Regions from separate parts of the Mus musculus genome. Here region 1 is linked to region 2. A link is a contact called in public Hi-C data. All regions are on one chromosome and are shown on one strand. Each heading gives the region's core, a stretch centred on a gene start, on an enhancer-like site or on the middle of the called end of the contact. The rest is flanking DNA. Distances are from core to core; before and after follow the strand shown. Region 1 overlaps Acsl1 (acyl-CoA synthetase long-chain family member 1). Region 2 has its middle 37 kb from the start of Acsl1.

Region 1 (6,383 bases), core at 1,968-4,467, 75 kb after region 2:
GTATGTGTGTGACAAAAATGTGACAAGCCTAGGGAAATACTGGCATGTCAGTTAGCATCATTTGGCCACAAAATGCACCTCTCTAAAAGCATCATGTTGTGGGCTTCTTGTTAACATCCTGCTCGCCCCTGTCCTCCTTCTTCCCAACAGGGTACCACTGATGGTATTCGAAGATCAGCAGTCCTTGAAGATGACAAGCTCTTGGTGTACTACTACGACGATGTCAGAACCATGTACGATGGCTTCCAGAGGGGGATTCAGGTGTCAAGTAAGCGCATAGCTGCATTGCTGTCACTGACAGACACTTCACGGCTGCTTCTCATGGGACGAGCAGCCTTCCTTTCAGAAAGGCACCTCTGCCAGTGTTTCACATACCCAGTGCTGTTGGTGTTCCATCTCCCGTAATGTGTCCGGAAACAATCTCAAAGTTTATAGGACGTTCCAGATGTTCTGTGTCGCCAAAAGTGATATAGGGGCAATACATCCTTTATTTACTGGAGAGTCACGTATGCTGGCCTTTGTGTTTCCTGTAGTTGAAAGTAAAATGATTAATTGGCTCTGAACCATCCGTTACTTACTGGGCCTCTCTCCAGACACCCCCCCCCACACACACACACACACATACACCTTGAATCAGCCCTCAAGCCGGTCCCCCTATACATCTTCATACACTCCCCCGCATCATAATTCTGCCCTGGCCACCCCCCACTCAGTGGTCTTTTAACCCTGTTGGTTTCATGTCTTTACTTTCTAGTCTGTCATTCCACTCCTGTCTCCAGTGGGGCATCGTCCCCTTTTCCTCTCAGCATCGAACCTCTGCTTCTGCAACAACCCCTTCACACGCAGAGCTGTTGGCCTGGCATGGTCTGTCTTTGCCCTCTCTGCAGCACTGACATAGGACCTGTCCACACTGTGTACTCAATATATTGTCCCGGAACTCATTCCTAGTAGACCAGGCTGACCTGAAACTCAGAGATCCACCTGCCTCTGCCTTCCAAATGCTGGGATTAAAGGCGTGCACCACCATTGCCCATCTTAGAAATAGATCTGAAAATCCATGGTAGTACAATTGTAATCTTACAGTCAGGAAGATTGCTTGCGCTCTGCCCCATAATACACTGCAAGTGGTGTGTGTGCACTCGAAGTACCTGCCATTCAGTGCCTGGCAGTAGTACAGTCTGATTATTGAGCCCATTGTGTTCAGACAAATATTCCTATAAAAGACTCATTCGCCGACTGTAAAGAGAAGCAACTTCCTTGTCTGTCAGCTCATACATGAACTTTCTGAAGTTGCGATCAAGGTCTGTTTATCTGTGACCGTAAGTCTTCCTGAGGAGAACAAGTCAGCCAGCAGCAAGCCACATGAAGGCATGTGTGGGAATGTCTCCTCAGCCTCTCCTCCGGAAGCAGAGAATGGGCTTATCCAGGCTTACACTGTACTTGTGACAGACAACCTCCTGCTCTGTTGTCACATGTCTGTCTGATGGGAAAATGAGTGGTCCTCAATAGATCACAGAGGGAAGCTTACGCTTTCTTGACACGCATTGATTAAAGGCAGCCGTTTCTAAGTCAGTGTTTTTTGTTTTTTTTTTTTTCCTTCAAGAAGCATTTAATCCTAAACTTTATTCTTTAAACTTTGTTCGTAGGCTATCTATCTCAGGATTGGAATAGTATAGGTGAGCAGAGCCCAGCATTTTGAATGGACGGTCAGAAGTTTGCTCAGTAGCAGAAGTTAGCCAACAGCTCTTTAAATCTAATTTTAAAATTTTTAAATTAATCTTATGAGCACATTTTGCCTGTGTATCATTTACACAAAGTACCCACAGAAGCCAGAAGAGGGAGGATATCAGACTCACTTGAACTGGAGATACATATGAGTCACCATGTGGGTGCTGGGAACTGAACCCAGGTCTTCTGGAAGAGCAGCCAGTGTTTTTAACCATTGAGCTAGCTCTCTAGCCCCCTTAAACCTAGTATTTTTAAGATGCACCTCGCTGTACATTAGTGGTACCTGGGAACAGTTTTTAAAAATTACTGAAACTCTTGCTTACATTACTCAACTCCATCACTTCTGAAAAGCCTGTCCAGTGGCACCTATGTCCCCCACTTCCCCCAACACATGACCTGTAGGTGATTGCTTGAAGGTTCCTTAGAAATCCTGCTGGCTGCCTCCTCTAAAAACCCACAGTAGTATCTCTGCAGTCAGCCACTGGCATAAAAGAAAAAGTCACACGTTAAACATTCTTAAAAATCCTGTTAGCTGGGTGTGGTGGCGCACACATTTAGTCCCAAGCACTTGAGGCAGAGGCAGGTAGGTCTCTGTGAGTTCTAGGCCAGCAAGAGCCACATAACAGAGAGGCCTGGTCTCAAACCAAAACCACCGACAAAAAATCCAGTCATTAATATTTGCCTTTCTCCTGTATTCATCACACCTCCTTCTGTTTAAGAAACAGAACAAGGGGGCTGAAGAGTGGCTCAGAGGTCCTGAGTTCAATTCCCAGCAACCACATGGTGGCTCACAAACATGGGATCCAGTGCCCTCCTCTGATGTGTCTAAAGGCAGCTACAGTGTACTCATATTCATAAGATAAACAAATAAATTTTTTTAAAAGAGAAGAAAGAAAAAGAAACAACAAATAAACAAACAAACATAAAACCCACTTCAAACTCCAGGGGAATGAACCATTTTTAATCTGAACTCAACATTTCTAGTCTGAAGAGTAGAATCTTCCTGATACCTTGAGGAATGAGGAGAGGAAGGAGTAAGTGATACAGGAGTAGGATAAAGGTCAAGGCCATCTTTTGCCTCATCTCTGTCTTTTCTTTCTTTGTAGATAATGGTCCTTGTTTAGGTTCTCGGAAGCCAAACCAGCCCTATGAGTGGATTTCCTACAAAGAGGTGAGTCCCCTGACTCCGATGGCTCTCCTCTTGTCTGTGACCAAAATCTCAGTGCAAGCTACTAACTGGACGGGAGGTTGGTTTGGACTCGGGTTTCTGGGTGTGTAGTCCTGAAAGCCACACTGGGTCCGAAGCAGGACCAGTCTAAGCCCTGTGACTCTATCTCTACCTTTTCCCGAGGCTCTGCCAGTGGCTAGGGGCTGAGGGTTTAAACACATGAGCCCTCAGGAGCCATTTCAGACTCAGACCACAAGACTGCCTCTGTAGATTGGAGCAGCACACTAGTGAATGATTGCTGGCTGGGCTGGCACTTGGCACTCCCTTTGCCACTTCCTCATCGGTGGCTGTGACTTGAAGTCACAGTTTGTGAGTAGTGGATCTCAGAGCAGGAAGGTGTCCCCTTTTCTCTTCATTATGATCACAGAGAATCAAAGCTGGCGTTGCTTTTCCGTCCTGACCTCAGGATGGGCAGGCGCAGCTGCAAGTGCAGCTTAGCTGCCTTCCTTTTCCTACGCAGCTGTCCAGGAAATGGTTTTCTATCCCCAGCCTCCCCTGAACGCTTGTTCTGGGGCCAGGTAATCCCGTGACACCCATGAACACAAACTGACTTTCTCCCTCTGTGTTCTCAGTAGCTGGCTTGTCTGTGGGATGTGGCGGGAGATGTCCTTTGGAGCCACAAACCCATCCTGGGAGTAGCTCCTGTCCTAGCTCCTTGGCCTGAGGCCCTGTAGTTTTCCTTTTCCTGCCTCAGAGTACACCAGAGTGCCCAGTGCTTTGCTTGGGTAGTAGTAGTCTGTCTCTCAAGAGAGACAAGGGAGATGGGCTTGTAATCCCTCGCCTGTGGAAGGAGCCAGGAGCTCACGTGACCAGAGAGGGATTTCCCTTCCTGTTTGGCTTTACCAAAGCCCAAACCAGTTTCTATCTGTTTTTTTCCATCAGTCAGTGCTAGCTCACACCTGTGCTCCCAGCACTGGGGAAACTGGGCCGAGACGATCCTCCGGAGTCCCTGGCTGATTAGAAACATATTGAAGCAGAGTCCAGATCTGGCCTACAGAACGAGACCACCTCCAAACACCAAGGCCGTGGCTTCTGGAGACTCTATAGCAAGGCTGTGTTGGGCACAGGGCAGTATGTGACAGGACCCCACAGCCTCCCCTAGAGCTCTCTGCATTATTTTTAATAGATTCGTTGGCCAGAAACAAGAAAGTATCTGTTGTGGATTGGTGCTCCAGGCACATTGAGAACCCCTGAGGTTTTCTGAAGGTGGTGCCCAGTGATTGGCACAGCTCAGCCCGAGGCTCCTTGGAGGCTTGGCAGAGGGCACAGAGCTGGTTTTAACTGAAGCCAGCTTTGGCTTTGTGGAGATCTTTATCTTGATTTACTTTTTTATTCACCTAACCAGACTGACTTTTAGGAAAGTCAGAGTCTCTTTGCCATTTTTCTTAAAGAGCAAAATGGACCACCTTTCTAGAAACATAAGTGTATGTGCATTGCTCCAGCAAGCCCAGCAAACAGTTTCAGACACGTCTCAATTTCCAGACCTGTGCATTAGTCAGGACTAGAAGGTGCTTTGCCACTCTGTGGTCACCTGGCCTGTGACAGTACTGCTTCCCTTAGGTAGGGCTGGGATGGCAGCTTGTACCGAAACCAATGGCATTGCTGGGAAGGAGAGGCGGTTTCCTGGTTTCCTGGTTTCCTGGTTTCCTGGTGGTGTGGATATGTGTTAGAAGTGCTGTTGCGAGGAATGAACTCCAGGGTTTAAGTTTTACATTCCAAAGCAATTAATGAAGAGGAGGGACAAGAGGGTAGCTACGGATATATATTCCTAAGTTTTGTGACTTATTTTTCCTTGGGTATCATAATGTTGGTTTTCATCTACACATTACTGATTGCCATCATTACCCTAAGCTTGGTGCAGTTCTCATAGTTGTAGTATTTGCCAGCTACCTAGCTGTCCTTTTTGGGTATTCTTGTCATTTTTTTTTTGAAATTTTTATATTTGCGCATAAGACCTCTAAAAATCTCCTCCAAATATTGTATTATTTACCAAAAAGAAATTCTCAAAAATGGAATTGTAGAGTCCAATAATAAAAACTTAGTCTTAGCTGGGCTTGGTGACACACATCTTTAATCCTAGCACTTGGGAGGAAGGCAGGTAGATCTCTGTGTTCGAGGCCAGCCTGGCCTACAGAGAGAGTTCCAGGACAGCCAGTGCTACACAGAGAAACCGTATCTCACAAAGAAGCAAACAAATAGAAAAAAAAAAAACCACCTTAGTCTTGTTTTGTTTTTTTAAAAAGCTGTTTCTATATTTATACAAATGACAGGTTTTGAGGTGTTTGGTCACTTTTCTAGTCTTTTATAAATGATAAAAGAACGATCTAGCCAGGCCTGGTGATAGCTGTCATCCCAAGCAGCTGGAGTGGTAGGATGGTGAGTTTGCAGTTGGTCTGCACCAGTTGAAGAAGTCAAGAAGTGGGGACAAGGTCTGTGTTAGAATGCTTGTCTAGGGTGCATAAAACCCTGATTCTTCCAAGGCACTACAAACAGGTAATAATCTCCACCCCAAAGAACACAGGACCTCTGTCACTTGGTAACACTAAAATAGAAACACATATGTAGGAAGCCCTGTATCCATGTCTGTGACCTGCAAACCCGGAATAATTTGCTTTATAGAAGGAATCCTAGAGCCAGGTCCTAAACAAAGCCTGAGCTGTGGTGAGTAAAACCTTATGCTGTGCAAGCAGTTGTTTAAGGAGGCGCAGGTCTCCTTCTCTGTATAGCTCTGTTGCTGGCAGCGGAAAGGACGCCAGATTGTCACCCAGTGAGATTGTCACCCAGTGAGATTGTCACCCAGTGAGATTGTCACCCAGTGAGATTGTCACCCAGTGAGCTTTTAAGGTTCTTACAATAAGAATTGTTGCTTTTTCCTAACTGGCGCCTCTGCCTCCCTTTGTTGCAGGTGGCAGAACTGGCTGAGTGCATAGGCTCCGGGCTGATCCAGAAGGGGTTCAAGCCTTGCTCCGAGCAGTTCATCGGCCTCTTCTCTCAAAACAGACCCGAGGTATTAACCAGGAGCCGGCAGAGCCGCTCACTGTGCTGGGTCTCCAGGGCCCTTCGTGGTTCCCCCTGCAGCTGCTGGGGACTAGGCTTTGTTCTCTGGTTTAGGCTGAGTATAAGGCTTTGCGGTTTGTCTTAGAAAGTTCCAGGTATGAAAATGAGAACTGAGAATTTCTCTTCAACTTTCAAGAGAAAAAAAAAATCATCTCCCCTTAATTTTTTGTTTTGTTTGTTTTGAGTTTTCTTAATTCAGGTCATGAAACAAAATTCTTAGAAAAAAAGTGTCAAATCAGAAGTTTCTTACCTTCAAGGGCTACCTCTGAGACTGGATAAACAGGGTTAGTAAATTGTTAATAATAAATTACAGCAGAGAAGCTCGGATACATTTTTGTTAGTAGCAAACTCTTCCTCCTGAGAGGTCTGA
Region 2 (6,464 bases), core at 2,141-4,640:
CCTTCCCCCTCCCCCTCCCCTTCCCCCTCCCCCTCCCCCTCCCCTTCCCCCTCCCCGTCCCCTCCCCTTCCCCCTCCCCTTCCCCCTCCCCCTCCCCTCCCCTTCCCCCTCCCCTCCCTCTGTCTCGTCTCTGTCTCTGTCTCTATCTCTCTCTGTGTCTCTCTCTGTCTCTGTCTCTCTCTGCGTTACAGGAATATATTTCTAAAAATGAGCTCTCTTGTATGATTCAGTCTAAGAAACCCAAACAAAACATTTCTACCTAGCTTTCAGTTCTTTCTAATTTCTTACCAATCAGGTTTCTTTCTAAACAACATGGTTATCTGATTTTCTTTATTTGCAGTTTAGCAGTGCTTTATGTAACCCAATTCACTGGCCTCCTGAACTCAAGACTCCCCTTCCTCTGCTTAGAGCACCCACAAGCGCGCCTTTTTTTCTTGTAACCTGTGTCTCCTCTATTTCAACGTGTTCCTTATTTTCTTTTGTGTGGATTTGTTTGTTTGTTTGTTTGTTTTAGATTTCCTTTCCTTCATGTGTATGAGAGGTTTTTGCCTGCTCTGTATCTGTGCACCACATGCATGCCTGGTGCTCAAAGGTATGGAAGGTTCTATGGGTCCTGGGAACCAGACTCAGGTCCTCTGATTTGAGAATACAGATTCACGGCTTCATTTCCACCAGCCCACAGTACCTCTGTATCAATTTGTATTTACTTACTGTGAGTTGTCTCTTACACTGATGGTCCCGGAATGTTTCTAGCCAGCCTTTACCTCCTGGAGCTGTCCCTTCCTTAAGAGAAAGAATTGTGAGATATTATCTCAGTAATACAGAGGTCTGTTTCTCCTTTCCCATAAGAAACTGATACGGTCTCTTTTCCTGGTCTCCCCTCATGACTCGGTTCTATCCCTAGGTACTTTTAGCACATGCACATCATTTGTCAGCTGAAATAAAACAAAGTAATTTTCAATTTGCTCCTTTTCTCTGTCTCTCTAACTTGGCCTAATATTTAAATGTTCCCATCAACGACTAAGTGGATCACTCTTGGACTCTTTGTGAGGAGCTGTGAGGTTAAAAACAGAAAGATAATAACAGGGGAAACGTAAGTGAGCTTGTCAGTAACTCAGGAGACCTGTCTACCGGGAACCGGTAAAAACAGGATAATATGTAATATGGCTTGTCTATTGTTTGTAAAAATTGACTCAGAATTGCAGAGGGGAGTGACCGAATATGTGTTGTAATGTGGAAAGGGTTTTGATAAACGGGGGTGCACTTAAGAGCAGTTATACTGGAGAATTAAGGAATTCAAACATATCCTATGTGGGAAATACCATGAACAGAGCACAGAAGTCAGGGTGTTAGAGGAATCCCAGTGGCTCCTGTTGGTCACACATGCTTTCTAAGCCTGACTATGCCAGGCAAGGGATCCCCAAAGCGGATGCTTCTCTAATTCACAGAATGTTGTGGGGCAGTTGAGAAGGTACCACTCTGGAAAGTCGAGGTGCTGGATAATAGACATGTAAGCCTGGAGGATGTTGACCCAGACTATTATAGTTTGTCATAAGTAGCATGACAGACTTGGCAGTTGGACAAGATCTATCCTTGTGGCCTTACTTCATGGTTTCTGTGTGAGTCTAGAAACTATACTTAAACTTGCTGAGATTTGGTTTTCTTCTTGGTAATACGTGCTTAGCGGTGGCACCAACTTGCAAGGCTGAAAGGTTTAAATGAGATAAAGTCTTTAAGCCTTTTACTTAAGTGTGTGAGATACTGCTGTGACAGTGCCAGCCTGAAGAAAATCTATTTCTTAAAGAGAGTTAATGAGATGTCTTGGGACTCTCAGACTAAGGAGAGAGAAGTCAGGATAGATCTGTAGATGGGTAAAAAAGAAACTACAAGACATGGTGACTGATTAAAGAGCCAAAATAGGGAAAGTCCAGAGATTACACATTTAGGGGAATTTGAGAATAACAACATAACAGAAATCGAGAATGAGGAAGAAAGCTAGTTTGGGGGATATGATGGAGTGAGTTTGGATATTTTGGGTTTTGATCGATAACTATAATAAAGAAGTACATACTAGAAGCCTTGGCAAAAATGTCCAGAGTGAGTGGAAAAGAGGACTCAAACTGAGGTCAAAACTAACTGATAGAGTTGAACTAGAGTCTTGTGTCAAGAGATAAGGCAAGGGTTAGGACTGTCACGTAGGGGTGCGCATGGCTGGAGAACACGATGTGAAAAACAAGCTATTGAGAAAAGAGTGAGCAAGGGGCAAATGCAGATCACATGATCCAGAACAGATAAGGGATGCTCACAGGAGACAGGGCTGCTGTGCTCAGGGTGTAAGGCTGGGAGAAGACTGAGGACCCAGGAAAGACTTCTCTAGGCCACTAAGTGGCATTATGGAGCCCAAAGTGGGAGGAGCCAGGTGGAAATAAATGACAAGAGGTTCTCCCTTTGTTGTTGGAAATAAAGTTACACAATGACTTTTTGTCACTCTGACAAAAATATTTGTATTCAGCTGGACTCTCTAGAGGAACAAAACTGATAGAACAAACATCATAAAAGGAACATGTATTAGATTAGCTTACCCAAGAAAGGCTGGGTAGTCCAATGATGGCTGCCTGGGTACTTCAGAAATCTCAACCCAACAATGAAGACCTGGACGTTTTCTGGAAGAGACTCTGGTATTCATTCTATGTTGGGAGGCTGAAGAAGCTGGAGTCTGATAAGGATGGGCATTGTGAAACCTTCAGGTAAATGGATGGAACTAGAAAATATCATCCTGAGTGAGGTAACCCTGACCCTGAAAGACAAACATGGTATGTACTCACTTATAAGTGGACATTAGCCATAAATTACAGCTAGATAACAGGTAGGGCCCAAGGGAGGATACTTGAATTTCATTAAGAAGGGGAAATAAAATAGACATCTGGGGAGGAGGGAGGGAAAACTCCAATTGGTATGTTAAGTAATTACTTAATTAATTACTGAATTAATTAAATTGCTCCATAAAGAAGAAGGAGGAGAAAGAAAAGGAAGAGGGAGAGGAGGAGAAGAAGGAAGATGAAGAAGAAGAAGAGGGAAAGGAGGAGGAGGAGGCAGCAGGTGCCTTTAAATCTGGGCCACCTGTGGAATAGTGCCATTCATTCTAAGGGTGAGTCTGTATGCCTCCCCCTCCTCCTCCAGTTAATCCATTCTGGAAATGCCAGACATGGCAAATGGCATAACTCATCAGTGGTTCCAGATCCTATCAAGTTGACAGTGAAGATTCATTATCACAATATCCAAGAGAAACTGTATCAGAGGAGAAATTTATTTTGGCTCAGGGCCTCTGAGATTTCACTTCATGGCCAGCTGGCTGCACCGTTTCTGAGCTGGGCTGAAGCAGGAAGTTATGAGGCCATGGCTGAGCAGATTTGCTCATCTCATGGTGGCCAGGTTAGAGACAGAGACAAAAGGAAGGAAAGAGAGAGAAAGGATCCAGGAAAGAAAAGGCTCCTTTCAAAGGGTCTCCTATTTCCCCCAAGTATGCCTTACCTCTTTACAGTCCATTCAGTTATGAATTGATCACTGGGTTAACCTATTGATGAAGTGAGAGTATTATGATGTAATTAACCTTCAACAGTCACGCCAGATGGAAACCAAGCCTTCAACTCATGGGATGTGCATTCAGCCAGCCCTTCACCAGAGCATGACACACACTTGGTGACCATTTTCCATATGTGGACACTTTCTTTCTTTCCACCAAAATGGTCCCAAGCTCCCTAAAAGGAATGTGACCTTAGGTATCACCTCAAACATACTAGTGACTTCCTGAGAGGCAGGATGGGCGGGTGTTAAGGGGAGGAACATACAGGAAACCTCTGCTATATGGAAGTTTTGGTTCTTAAATTTTTCAAAGAGGAGCTGGTTCATGACTCTTGGGGGTGGAGTGGGGAAGACAGGAACTCACTGTGAAGCTCTGGCTGGCCTGAAGCTCACTACATAGACTAAGCTGGCCTCAAACTCTCTGAGATCCCCCCTGCCTCTCTCGGCTTCTTAAGTGTGGGGATTAAAGGTGTGTGCCTGTGTATTTAACCTCATGACTTTTTACACTTGATATTCGCCAAAAGGCCAAGAAGCGATCCTCATGAGTTTTTAAAGGCAGATATTGATTGAGCAGAAGATACTAACTAGAGCTGTAAATGTCTGAAAAATGCTAGAGGAAAGAAAATACCATCACACTTAACAGGATGAGTCTTGGATTTAGATTTACATGAATTCTTTACAGCTTGGTCCTCATGTGGATCCTAATGTTTAGTTCATCACTGGCCAGTTGGAAATAGAAATGGCCACGTAAAACTGTCAAAAACTTGTGCTGTGTTTGATAATAGTAGTAGTAGTAAAAATTACAATAATAATAATAATAATAATGAGAAGTTAACGAGTTTCAGTTAAAAAAAATGTGTTCTGATCAGAAAAGTGATTTACATGGCTTTATCTGACAGTAGCAAGGAGCAGAGCGACAGGGGCATGCTAGCCTTCGTTCAGTAGCTCAACAGTGTCTCAAGAATTTTCTTAGCGATTCCCTCATGCTTAGTCTAGGTCATGAGGTGGCTGTTGTCATGTGGGTGAGTTTAAAGACTCAAGGCACAAGAGAGTGGCACAGGTCATGGCTGTTTGCTTTATAAGTATCCTCAGCAGACATTTCATTGTTTAGAACTGTATCATACAGCCACTCATAGCTGCACAGAGATCAACACACCGGCTTTGCTCTGCCCTCATTGGACACTGCCAAAAATGGGGTTGAGTTTAGTGTTAAGAGATTTTCCTCATCTCTAAACCCCACAGAAACCCTGAAGGGTAGGCATCTCTTATACATACAGCTGTCAGAGTGTATAGCAGAGAGTCTTTAGAAGTTAAGTATATTTGAGGATAGCATTGTAATAAGAATGCATATGACGTAATACATTGTATGTATGCCTAAGAGGCTGAGACAACTTCTTAAAGGCAAAATGACAAAGATTACATAAGTTGTTTTGAACCTTCTTTGAGGGAAGAATCAATTAATAAGGGGTGTGTCAGACCAAGGTTGAATAGGCAGCTGCTAAACAGGTGTTTAAAGAAGTATCATCTGGATTGCACCTCAGTGATCATTGTGTGACATTATATTTCTGACAAAGCCTTTTAGGATAGTTTTGGATATCAGGCATATCTGCATGAACTCACCATCCTTATTCATTATTTCTTGTTAGGCATAGACACAAATGACTCCATATTCACTCTGACTATTCCCATAGATCCAACACTTTATTTATTTGATCTATATTCCCTGCAATAACCTTGCCTCTAACAACATAGTCCAGTTTTGCCTGTTTTCATAGAACTTCATATAAATAGAATTGTGTGAGTTATACAGTACACAGTCCATTGACTTGGCATTTTATAGGATCCGGATGGGAAGTTTATCTTAAGAATGGGATAGAGGTTTCTTATAAGAACTGAGTTAAAGACCTAATCCAGATCAAAATAGAATTGGGAGGTGACTTGCTGTTAAGTCTTGAAATTATAGCTTAACATTCCGAGTCTCTTCCCACTGGCTAAGATCATCTCAGACCATGAACAATGGCTCATTTTAAAAACCTGTAGGATCATCTTTCTATAGAAAAGCATGTAGGCACAAACTAACAAAATCTTGCTTGTCCATCAGGGAGCTCACAAACTCTCTAGGGTAAATCTTAGCATCCCAAAGGGACTTCAGAACATCCAAGTACAAGACTCCGACCTATAAACCTGGAACAGGGCTAAGAGTACGGAGAGATGTCACACTGCCCCAGTCATGGAAAGAGAGGCATAAACTATGCTAGCTAGCCATCTCTCTTTCTTCTTCTTAGAATTAGCTTAGAAGGGGAAGGAAAAGGAGGATGGAGAGGAAGAGAAGGAGAAACATTATACAAAAAAGTAACCTATGAACCCTATTAAAATGGGGTACAGAGCTAAACAAAGAATTCTCAACTGAGGAATACTGAAGGGCTGAGAAGCACTTGAAAAATGTTCAACATCCTTAATCATCAGGGAAATGCAAATCAAAACAACCCTGAGATTCTACCTCACACCAATCAGAATGGCTAGGATCAAAAATTCAGGTGACAGCAGATGCTGTCGAGGATGTGGAGAAAGAGAAACACTCCTCCATTGCTGGTGGGATTGCAAGCTTGTACAACCACTCTGGAAATCAGTCTGGCGGTTCCTCAGAAAATTGGACATAGTATTACTGGAAGATCCAGCAATATCTCTCCTGGGCATATACCCAGAAGATGTTCCAACTGGTAAGAAGGACACATGCTCCACTATGTTCATAGAAGCCTTATTTATAATAGCCAGAAGCTGGAAAGAACCCAGATGTCTCTCAACAGAGGAATGGATACAGAAAATGTGGAACATTTACACAATGGAGTACTACTCAGTTATTAAAAACAAGGAATTTCTGA

The links. Hi-C and Micro-C count contacts between places; a contact is called where the count stands out from the background.
Region 1: a contact with region 2 is called in a Hi-C map of B cells, with 1.5 times the contacts expected there. The contact joins two enhancer-like sites. A contact is called at or near these places in 1 of 15 datasets of contacts at CTCF or cohesin (the NIH/3T3 cell line), 2 of 484 Hi-C or Micro-C datasets (B cells and embryonic stem cells) and 1 of 9 other capture datasets (adipose tissue).

Annotation. Positions count from the first base shown.
Region 1 is chr8:46,505,499-46,511,881 of GRCm38.p6, forward strand. Acsl1 (acyl-CoA synthetase long-chain family member 1) reads left to right here. Exons shown (of 21, transcript NM_007981.4): 3 at 151-268; 4 at 2,835-2,899; 5 at 5,862-5,963. Among named protein-coding and RNA genes, the nearest start is that of Gm31050, 38 kb to the left of the region's middle. Within about 2 kb of position 3,218, at least 80 of the 459 cell types and tissues checked have an H3K27ac peak or open chromatin away from gene starts, as enhancers often do. A contact at or near this core is called in B cells, where this site is marked.
Region 2 is chr8:46,430,536-46,436,999 of GRCm38.p6, forward strand. No RefSeq gene overlaps it. Among named protein-coding and RNA genes, the nearest start is that of Acsl1, 37 kb to the right of the region's middle. Within about 2 kb of position 3,391, at least 13 of the 459 cell types and tissues checked have an H3K27ac peak or open chromatin away from gene starts, as enhancers often do. A contact at or near this core is called in B cells, where this site is marked.